2 separate regions of the Triticum aestivum genome follow, and region 2 is linked to region 1. The links are chromatin contacts, called in public Hi-C maps. All regions are on one chromosome and are shown on one strand. The core of a region is the stretch at or near the end of the contact, and the rest is flanking DNA. Distances in the headings are between cores, read along the strand shown.

Region 1 (4,668 bases), core at 641-3,140:
ACAAGAGGATGGATAGGCGAGAGACGTGGCTCTTGTGGTCTATCTGACGGGGATGCGTACGTGTACACGGCACAGCTGGCCCGTGTGTGGGTCCGGGTCAATGGTACTACAGGCGGATCGGGTGGGTACGCAGGACAAAAACATTTATGAGAGCCAGCACCCGTACTTACTGTAGTTTAGACCAAAGCTGATATGCTCTCCTACATGACAGACTCTCGCCTGGCCTGATGAGCAGATTCGACTGGTTTACAGCGGATACCTGCAGTGCTCCAGCTAAGCTCCGGCTGCCAATGCCATGCGGTTATTTCCATTACTAGAACACAGAAATATCACAGGCACACAACGAAATTCCAAATCCCTGCACTGCACATGCTCTGCTTCCTTTCTTCGATCGTTTCCATGGCATCGGACTTGCTTTTTCCATATAATAAAGCAGCAGGGCCGCCGTGTACGTAACAGACGTAGTGCTTGCTGTAATGGAGTTCCTGCACCAGGAATTCCATTCTCGATCGGCTGTTAGATTAACCAATTTGATTTGTCAATGTCACCAAGAGGTAGTAAAACACACGTCAACAACAACAGCTCTACTTGCCTCTGCAGCACGCGGGTTTTGTAATCCTAAACACTAGTAGTGCCTCCTAATTTGCTCCAACGTCGTCAGCTGCAGCAGCGACATGTAATACCCAATTAAGGGAGCCAATCATACCTTCAATCCTTATCCCCTACTCATGCAAGCAAGCATGTGTATTAGAAAAAAGAACATATATGGGTGAGTATGTTACCATAAGATTAAGAATTGGCTGTACTTCGTAGCAACTTCTCTTGTCATTTTCATAGGAAGGTGTTTTTAACATTGATAAACGGAGCTACATGATGTTCGACCCCTCTTCTATTTGCATATGCCATGACAAAATTACATGGTTTTCGTTTCAGGAATTACTAGAGTTGCTTCTAGAATTGTGAAAGAGCTTAAGACAACGATGAAGTGTATATTATCTCGTATGGTGCACGGTGGCACCACCAAGGCACAAGTAATGCACTTGACATGGTATAAAATGCGCTTCCACGATACATCTATCCTTGATGAATGAAATCTCTCTTTTGTGCATTCACACGTCTTTTTATTGCCTGTACTTTTTTTAACCATCCTTACACTCTTGTCGTGGCACCCGCCTCGCTCTCCCAGCTATCACACCTGGCGCTTCACTGTATCACCGGTTGTTAACCCTTCGACCAACCATTGCTCTAACAAACTTAGCATTATCATCTTACTTCACCTTTTTAAGGTGGTCCTCAAACCGTGAATGGCGCTACAATCGCCACTTTCCACTATGATTAGCATCCGGCGGACTAATTGATACATGTCAAATCATACTCAGCCGTAAACCTAAACGGCTAAACAAGGGTGCATCGATGAAACGAAACGACGAGTAAAGAGACAGGAATAGCGTGCAATGCTACAATCAGTTGCGGTATCCGTATGGCGTTCTCTTTCATTATTTAACCGTTCCATCAAAATAGACCACACAACAAAAGGTAGCAACGACGTCATCTTTGCTCCTTCCTCTCATCCATACATGCCCCCTTCACGGTTAGACACACCCACAAACATCCAAGCACCGATATTTCCTTTAAAACCGCATAAATATAATTTAAGAGAACTTCATTAAAGAACAAGAAAAAGCCAATAAGCCTAGCCACCTTGCCAATCACCACTCTCCTAGTCATCATCATCATCCATCACCTCTCTCTTACCATCTGCTCTGCCAATAGAGAACAAAATCCTCAACCTCTTCTATAGATTCTCTCTCCTGTTAAAATAAATAAATTAAAAAACTACTATAAACGAGAAAATAATAAGAGGGAGACCTTCCCTTCCTCTCCTCCGGCCTAACCCACCCCACCCCCCTCCCTCTCCTCCAAGCATCCACCGTCCCGGCCAAATCAGCCCCCTCCCCCAGCTCAAGCAAGAGCGCCATTCCCGCGGATATAGAAGAGGAGAGGCGAATTCACCTCCCCCTGACCTCTCCGTCCCCCAAAATCCTCCGAAAACCTAATCCTTGTCCCCGGAAAGATCCTCCTTTTCTTGGTTTCCACTTTGCTACAGATAAACAAAGCTATATATAGCGTTTTGGCCACGTTTCTTGGCCTCCGCTGTGGGTTGTTGTTAATTCGAGGGAGTCCAATTCGCGTGCAACTGAAGGGGCCCGGCCATGGCGGAGGAGGAGAGGCGGCGGCGGTTCTCGAGTCTACGCAGCGTCCGGTGGCGGGTCGATCTCGGCATCCTGCCGGCGTCGCCGGAGGCCTCCGTCGAGGAGCTCCGCCGCGCTGCCGCCGATTCGCGGCGGAGGTGAGCCCGCCATCCTTGTTCCCGGGTGTTTGCTGGTGTTTTGTCTTCTTGCGGCAGGAATCTGCTCTGCTCTGTTTTTCCTGCTTAGCTGGCTCGGCGCTGTTATGGCTTTCATTTGATTCTTGCGCGGTCAGGTGTTGATTTCGTCCAGATGGTTGTGTTTGTTAGTAAATTACTGCAATCACCGGCTGCTAATGCATCTAATTTGGTTGTGGTCATATGAACATAGCTCGTCGATTGCTAGATTTCTGACTCTGTCGGTGTTATCTGCACATGGCCATGTGCCATGTTTGTTTCATGAGATGAAATTTCGGCGAGAGAGATTGGTGCTGTTACTGATCTATAAATGATTGGGGCAAATGAATTTTGCTCCTTGCTATTTCTTTCTACCTAAGGATGACATGTTTATTTTGTTTCATGCTTGTTGTAGGTATGTTAGTTTGAGGCGCCGTGTTCTGGTAGACCCTCATCTTCCAAAGGAGGAGGCTAGATCACCTAACCTCATCGTGGACAACCCGCTCTCTCAGAACCCAGGTATTTGATCCTAAACATGATCTTGTGAATTGTGATGATGACATGGTAAACAAATTACAAGGGTATCTTTGAACATGGATGACTTGTTATCTACTACAAACACTTGCGTGATCACTCACCATCACAGATTTGTACTGCAAAGTGTTTTCCTGAATTTCCGTGGGTTGTGATGCACTTCATTTATTAAACGATGAGTGGTGCTTGACAAGTGTTATGTAACACATTAAGATATAAATGCGTACTCTTTTTATTAATTTATTATTGTTCATAATTATTTATTAGGGCTCTTTTCTACTGGTATAATTACTGGTGTAGTAGCTATGCTAGTGCAGAGGGGGGATGAAACCAATTATTCAGAGTGTGAATAGCTTGCTCACACAAAATTGTGCACTTTTTCTATGATGATAATTGATATGTAACAAAAGCCTCCAAGTGTTGCTTGATACTTTGTGCGACATCTCTGATTCCAAGTTTCCATCTTGATATTTTCATTTAACTTTTTTCTGCAGAGAGTAGCTGGGGTCGGTTTTTCAGAGGGGCAGAGTTGGAGAAGACTGTGGACCAAGATTTGTCTCGCTTGTATCCCGAAGATGGTAGTTACTTCCAAACACCTACTTGCCAGGCCATGCTGCGTAGGATACTGTTAATGTGGTGTCTTCAGCATCCACAGTATGGTTACCGCCAAGGTAAGAAACTCCTTGCGCATGTAGAAGAAACAAAGTTCTCAAGTTGTTTCAAGGAATCTGGTTGGCTTTCTCTTTTCAACTGAGAACTTCATGGGTCTAAAATCATCTAGGGCTGTTAATCTTTGCACGAGACTAAGTTGGTAAAAATTACCATTTTATAAAACAAGAGTATAATATCTTAAGATGGCATTGTTGAAGCATATTAATTAGCTTTGAGATCTCTTAATAGCAATGCTGGGTAGCACTAAAGTATCTTTTGACTAAGTAGCATGGCCACTTCAGTATATCTTTTCATTTATATTTTCTTGTTTAATTGCTGAATATGGCCTGACATATGGCTCATCTTGACACAGGAATGCATGAGCTATTGGCTCCACTTGTGTATGTTCTTCAGGTCGACATTGATAAACTATCGCAAATACGAAAACTCCATGAAGACTGCTTCAATGATGATTTTGTTGGAGTACCTTTCCCAGATACTGATATGGTTTTTAGTTATAAACCTAGAAAGGACCCAAAGTGGCATTCAGGAACTGACAATGAAAATGATTCTGAAAGTGCCTCCAGAGCTAACAGTCTTGATGAGCTTGACTCAGATACAAAAGAAATAATTTTACTTAGTGATGCATATGGAGCTGAAGGTGAACTAGGCATTGTATTATCTGAAAGATTCATGGAGCATGATGCCTATGCCATTTTTGATGGTTTGATGGATGGGGGTGGCGGAGTGGTTCGCATGGCAGAATTTTACTCTCCATCCAGTGTTGGATCTAGCTCAAGTCTACCACCTGCTATTGAAGCCTCCTCAGCGTTATATCATTTGCTTTCCATTGTTGAGCCATCTCTTCATAACCATTTCATTGAGCTGAAAGTGGAACCTCAGTGGTTTGCACTTCGTTGGCTGAGGGTCTTGTTTGGACGAGAATTCGGCCTCAGTGATCTCTTAGTAATATGGGACAAAGTTTTCGCCTGTTCCAATAGTATGCTGCTAAATAGTGACGAGGAATATAGCTTTCGGATCTTGTGTTCAGATAGAGGGGCATTCATTGCAGCTATGGCAGTCTCTATGCTTCTTCATGTTAGATCGTCTCTGTTGGC
Region 2 (4,816 bases), core at 2,049-4,548, 120 kb before region 1:
AAATTCATATGCATAAATGTCTAATTTTGTGAGGTTTTTTGGACATGTTAGAACTAAAACTGCTGGGGCATGTTTCAGTGTGCAAATTGACATTTTGTTAAACAACATATGTACTCTCTCTCTCCCTAAAATAATAATATAAGAAGTTTTAAATCATTACTTTAGTGATCTAACACGTCTTATGTTAGTTTAGAGAGGGGATACGACATAAGCTAACTAATCATGTTTCCGTCCGAAAATACTTGTCGGAGAAATGTATGTATCTGACCGTATTTTAGTTTTAGATATCTGCGAAAGTAATTCCAAGGCTAAAAGCATCTACAGCCGGACATGGCAAATCCGACCCCTTAAACGTCCATGGACGCGCCCGGGCGTGTCCGCAGACAATGACTGGCCACATATCAAATATTTGATTCTATAACCGGATACCTCAAATTAGAATCCTCAAATCCATATTATTACATGCAACGTAAATCGATCTTTAAGCGGAGCTCGCTCGGCTGCACCGTGCCCATGTCCGGCGGCCGGCTGCACTCCCCAGAGTGTTGGGTCCAGTCGTCGGCAAGGTACAGTAGGGCATGGGACACGAGCCAGCTCATGGAACTCAAGGTGCCGCCGTCTCCCATGCTCTACTTTTCCTCGTTAGAGCCCATAACCCGGACGGTGTCGGTGGACGTCAGATCGATGATGGATCCGTCCTGAGGTGAGCCAGCGACATCCACCATGGCACGGTTCCGGCGCCCGGAGTGGTCCACCATACAGGGCGCCGGAGATGCGACTCTGCCTCGCCAACGTCCACCGCCGCGAGGGTTGTTGCCGCCTCCCGCGCCAGCTGCCTCGCATGGCGAGCATGTCGCGCCATGTTTGCGTCGGATGACTCCCATGGTGCGTCCATGGCCTTGGCGCGCCAACGAAGGGGTTGCGCATCTGCCACCGCGTCGGACGCCAGACGGACTATACCGCCTCCGGTGAGGTAGCGATGGCACACCTAGCATCTGATCCATGTGCCATTTGGGTGGACGCAATGGATTCCCGACGGAAAAAGTCTGAGCGCTGCCTCGCATGGGCCTCCTCCCGGGAGCGGCGGAGCGCATGCCGGACGACCATCTTCTCCTCGGGGCCGCGTGAGGTGAGCTCAGGATCGACGGATTTGGAGTTGTAGGACTCGGATCCGTTGTCCGCCATGCCGGAGAAGGCCGGAGATCGTCGGGCGGGAGCTTGGGAGGCGGAGGGGGTGGAGGGGAGTGGAGTGAAGTGGCTAGGGTTTCGTCCGACGAGCAGATGGGGAAGAATATATATGGAGTCGGGTGGACCAGCATGGGCCAGGACCTCCAAATTTGGGCTGGAATGAGGGGTGACGATCAGCCCGGATGTTTGAGGCTTATTTGGGATGCCCGTATGGGTCACAATTTTGTGACTGGTCAATGATCGGGCCATTTGTCCGGACGTTTGAGACGGGTTTGGAATGCTCGGCTATAGATGCTCTAACTAATCTAAAATATGTCTTATATTTTGATAGGGAGAGGGTAGTTCATATAAGAAAAATTAAGCACGGATTTCCAATCTTTATTGCTATAACGACGTTCCTGCAAACAAAAGAAAAAACCTTGTGAGGTATACCAAACCAAACCTAAATATTTTTTGTTAGCCAGACCGCGACATCTTGAGCCGGTGGCAGAAAGCGACCAATGACAAAATTAGAGACCATGGGCCGTGCTTTGATTTGGAGCTAAGCTAATTATCAATCAACGATTATTGGCGCCATCATTCGCCGATTAAAAAGTCGTCATGTGTGACGCTGCCATTGGACTGAAACATGGGCTAGCAAAAGCAGGAGGCAGGGTGACCAAACCTGTCCGCCCGGTGGGATGGGCTCGGCGATGTGTGTGATTGGCATCCAATGCGCGGCCGCTCGTCGTCACGGCACGAGCCGCCACCACCGACCAATCGCAAGCCAAAATTTAAGAAACTCTACAGTATGATTATATCTCGCTCTCATTGGTAGCAGCCAGTCAGAATCAGACGAAATGACTGCATGCATGTTTATTAATTTATTTCCTAAGTAAACATATCAATTTAAGAAATACTCTTCCGCCTCAAAATAAGTATCACTGACTTTTGTACTAAATCGATGACACTTGTTTTAAAACGGAGGGAGTAAATGTTTTCGTGTACATATAATGGGGAGAGGGCTGCACATGTATGGTTAACTAGGGATCGTCGAGAAGATCCGGGGAATATTTCAACCAAGACATGAATGAAGATGTGTATTATATGCTGTACTATTAGATCTGGTAGTGATGATAAGGATGCCCAAAGAAGAAGAACCAAGCAAATAATTGCACTGGAAATAATAGTGCATTTGGAAATAATGAAACGAATGGTGCAGGGCACATGAGTTGTACTACTACCGGTAGCAGTACCGAGCATGAACCACCAGAATCAAATTTTGGTCCCAGTGATGTTACCCGTGCTTCTTCCTTGATCAACACCGTCTTCATAACTGAATTTTGGTCCCAGTGATGTTTCAGCCTCTTTGATCGCCTGTTTCCTCGGGCAGCGCTGTCTGATCAGCTGTTTTTTGGGGCAAAAGGGAGGCCGCAGCCTCTGGTTTCATTACCAGAATGAAACCATTCTTTTTTAGTTGCATTTGTGTGGCTTTCAACAATTCTGATATAATTTGAAAGCTGCTGCACTTTCTGCTGCTTGCCATATTTGTAAAGTCAATAACCGCATGTATCATATCATAAAACTATTGCTTGTACATGTGCGCACAGCGCATCCATGGCTGCTCAAAGTTGAATGCCCGTTGAACCGTCGGAGAAAGCACTCTGCTCAATATATACTTGAGTCAAACACCAGGGCTACTTCCCCCGCAAGAGAAAAAAAACACACGCCAAGGCTAGTACTGGACGGCTATAATTGTAAGTCAGAAATTTCGTGGAAAACAGTGACGGTCAGAAAATAGGAACTTTCTTACAATTGCCAATTTTGACAGGGGGATGGCTTAACGATCCCCGCAAAAAAAAAAATGGCTTAACGATGCAGGTGACTTGTAATATCCATTTGCAATAATAAATGTGGGGATTGCTGCGAGTATAATCCATCACAAACAAAAATAGTGTGGCAGCTGAAGCAGGGGCGGAAATAGGAAGAAAAAAAAACGTGGCGAGGATCGAAACACGTCCTTGTTTTTGTTTTGCAGCTCAAACCAAAAACGCCATCCTCCACACAACACATGCGAAAACAACATGGCGGCCTGGCCTGATCGAGGCGTGCAGCGCATGGTGCATGGTCCACGCGGGCTTGCGGCTGTATAGGAGCCAGCAGCGTGCACCAAGCGATCGATCGGTCTAGCAGGGCCACCGCCATGTCACCCATCCATCCATCGGCTGCCCCATCCATCCTCTACGCGACGCCGGAGGAAAATGCTCGGCGCGCGCGGGGGAGGGAGGGAACGGTGCTAATTATGAGTAAGGGATACGAGCACGCGTGAGCGACCGTGACTTCGCGAGCGTGGCGAAATTTCGTGTTTTGACTCTTTTGACAAACAAAATTAAGATCTGACCCTGGTTTAAAATATTTTCGGGATTTGACCCTTTTGCTACCGCCAGGGGCTCTGGCGATAGGGTTAGACAACCTACCGCCAGGGGCCCTGACGATAGGGTGTGATGGAGGGGGACGGCGGCTGTCACCGCGTGCTGACGTGGATAAGTACCTTACCGCCAGGGGCCTTGGCGGTAAGGTGTGGCAGGGTTTTGCCGTACAAACATTCTGTAACGAAAGATGCAAGGGCCCTCGCCAGGACCCATGGCGGTAGGCTGTCTGACCCTAACGGCGGTAGGCTGTCTGACCCTACCGCCAGGGCCCCTGGCGGTAGGGTCCTGTCTTTTGCCGTATAAAGCTTCTGTAACGAAATATGCAAGGGCCCTGGCGGTAGGTTCACCCTACCGCCATGGGGGCTGGCGGTAGGCTGTCTGACCCTACCGCCAGGCACCCTGGCGGTAGGGTCCCCTGTTTTGTTGTTTCTAGTTCATTTGGTTGCTTGTTTTCAAATTCAATATGACAGCAATATCACAGCAAGTTTCACAAATATGGCAGCAATATCACAGATTTTAAACAATTAAACTTGGGCATCACATAGATCCACATTAGATAACTTGAAGTGCATATAACATTTCAAACGAATTTCAACTAATTAGTAAACGGAGTTCCACATAGTAGCAAACACATAGATCCACAAATAGCAAACACATAGTTCCACGTAGTTTCACAACCATTAGACAAGTTCAACCAAACGGAGTTCAACCAAACTAAAAGAGCCAAGTATCGAAGAGCATAATCAGTTGCTCCTTCCCCTTTGGAGGTACGGTCCTCGTTACTCTTTGAACGAGTCTCTTCGGTCTTCTTCTTGGGCCGTCGAGGAACCGGTCTTTGGAAAGGGTCCGGACTCAGCAAATCTTTCTTCTTCGGATTCCTCTTCGGCAGCTGAGATGCTTGAGATGTTTGAGTTGGTGGAGGTCCATAATCTTCATCGTACTCCTCCTCCCCGTTGCTCTCATCCTCCTCCTCCTCCCCTTCTACATGTGTGGCCTCCTCCTCGTCATCCTCTTCCTCCTCCTCCCCAACCAACCTAGACAACGAGGGAGCATGGCTCGATGAGCCGATGAGACCCTGTGTGGCTACAGGCTGATAAGCTTCAACTGACCCAGCTCCAGCACACCCAAGCAGCCCTACCAGCTTGCGACAGCGCTTCACGAACTTCTGCACTCACAATGAAACAAGGACATAATAAGTAACAGATCGTCTGATTGCA

The links. A called contact is a pair of places that touch in the nucleus more often than the background predicts.
Region 2: a Hi-C map of leaf shows a contact between it and region 1, with 4 times the contacts expected there. The contact joins the enhancer-like site here to the promoter of LOC543042 in region 1. A contact is called at or near these places in 4 of 5 Hi-C or Micro-C datasets (leaf and root) and 1 of 1 datasets of contacts at active chromatin or transcription factors (leaf).

The regions. Positions count from the first base shown.
Region 1 is chr7D:229,136,294-229,140,961 of IWGSC CS RefSeq v2.1, reverse strand. LOC543042 reads left to right here and starts at 1,890. Exons shown (of 5, transcript XM_044583513.1): 1 at 1,890-2,350; 2 at 2,781-2,884; 3 at 3,394-3,570; 4 at 3,924-4,668. The coding sequence starts at 2,214.
Region 2 is chr7D:229,256,208-229,261,023 of IWGSC CS RefSeq v2.1, reverse strand. No RefSeq gene overlaps it. Among protein-coding and RNA genes, the nearest start is that of LOC543042, 120 kb to the right of the region's middle. Within about 2 kb of position 3,298, at least 4 of the 8 cell types and tissues checked have an H3K27ac peak or open chromatin away from gene starts, as enhancers often do. A contact at or near this core is called in leaf and root, where this site is marked.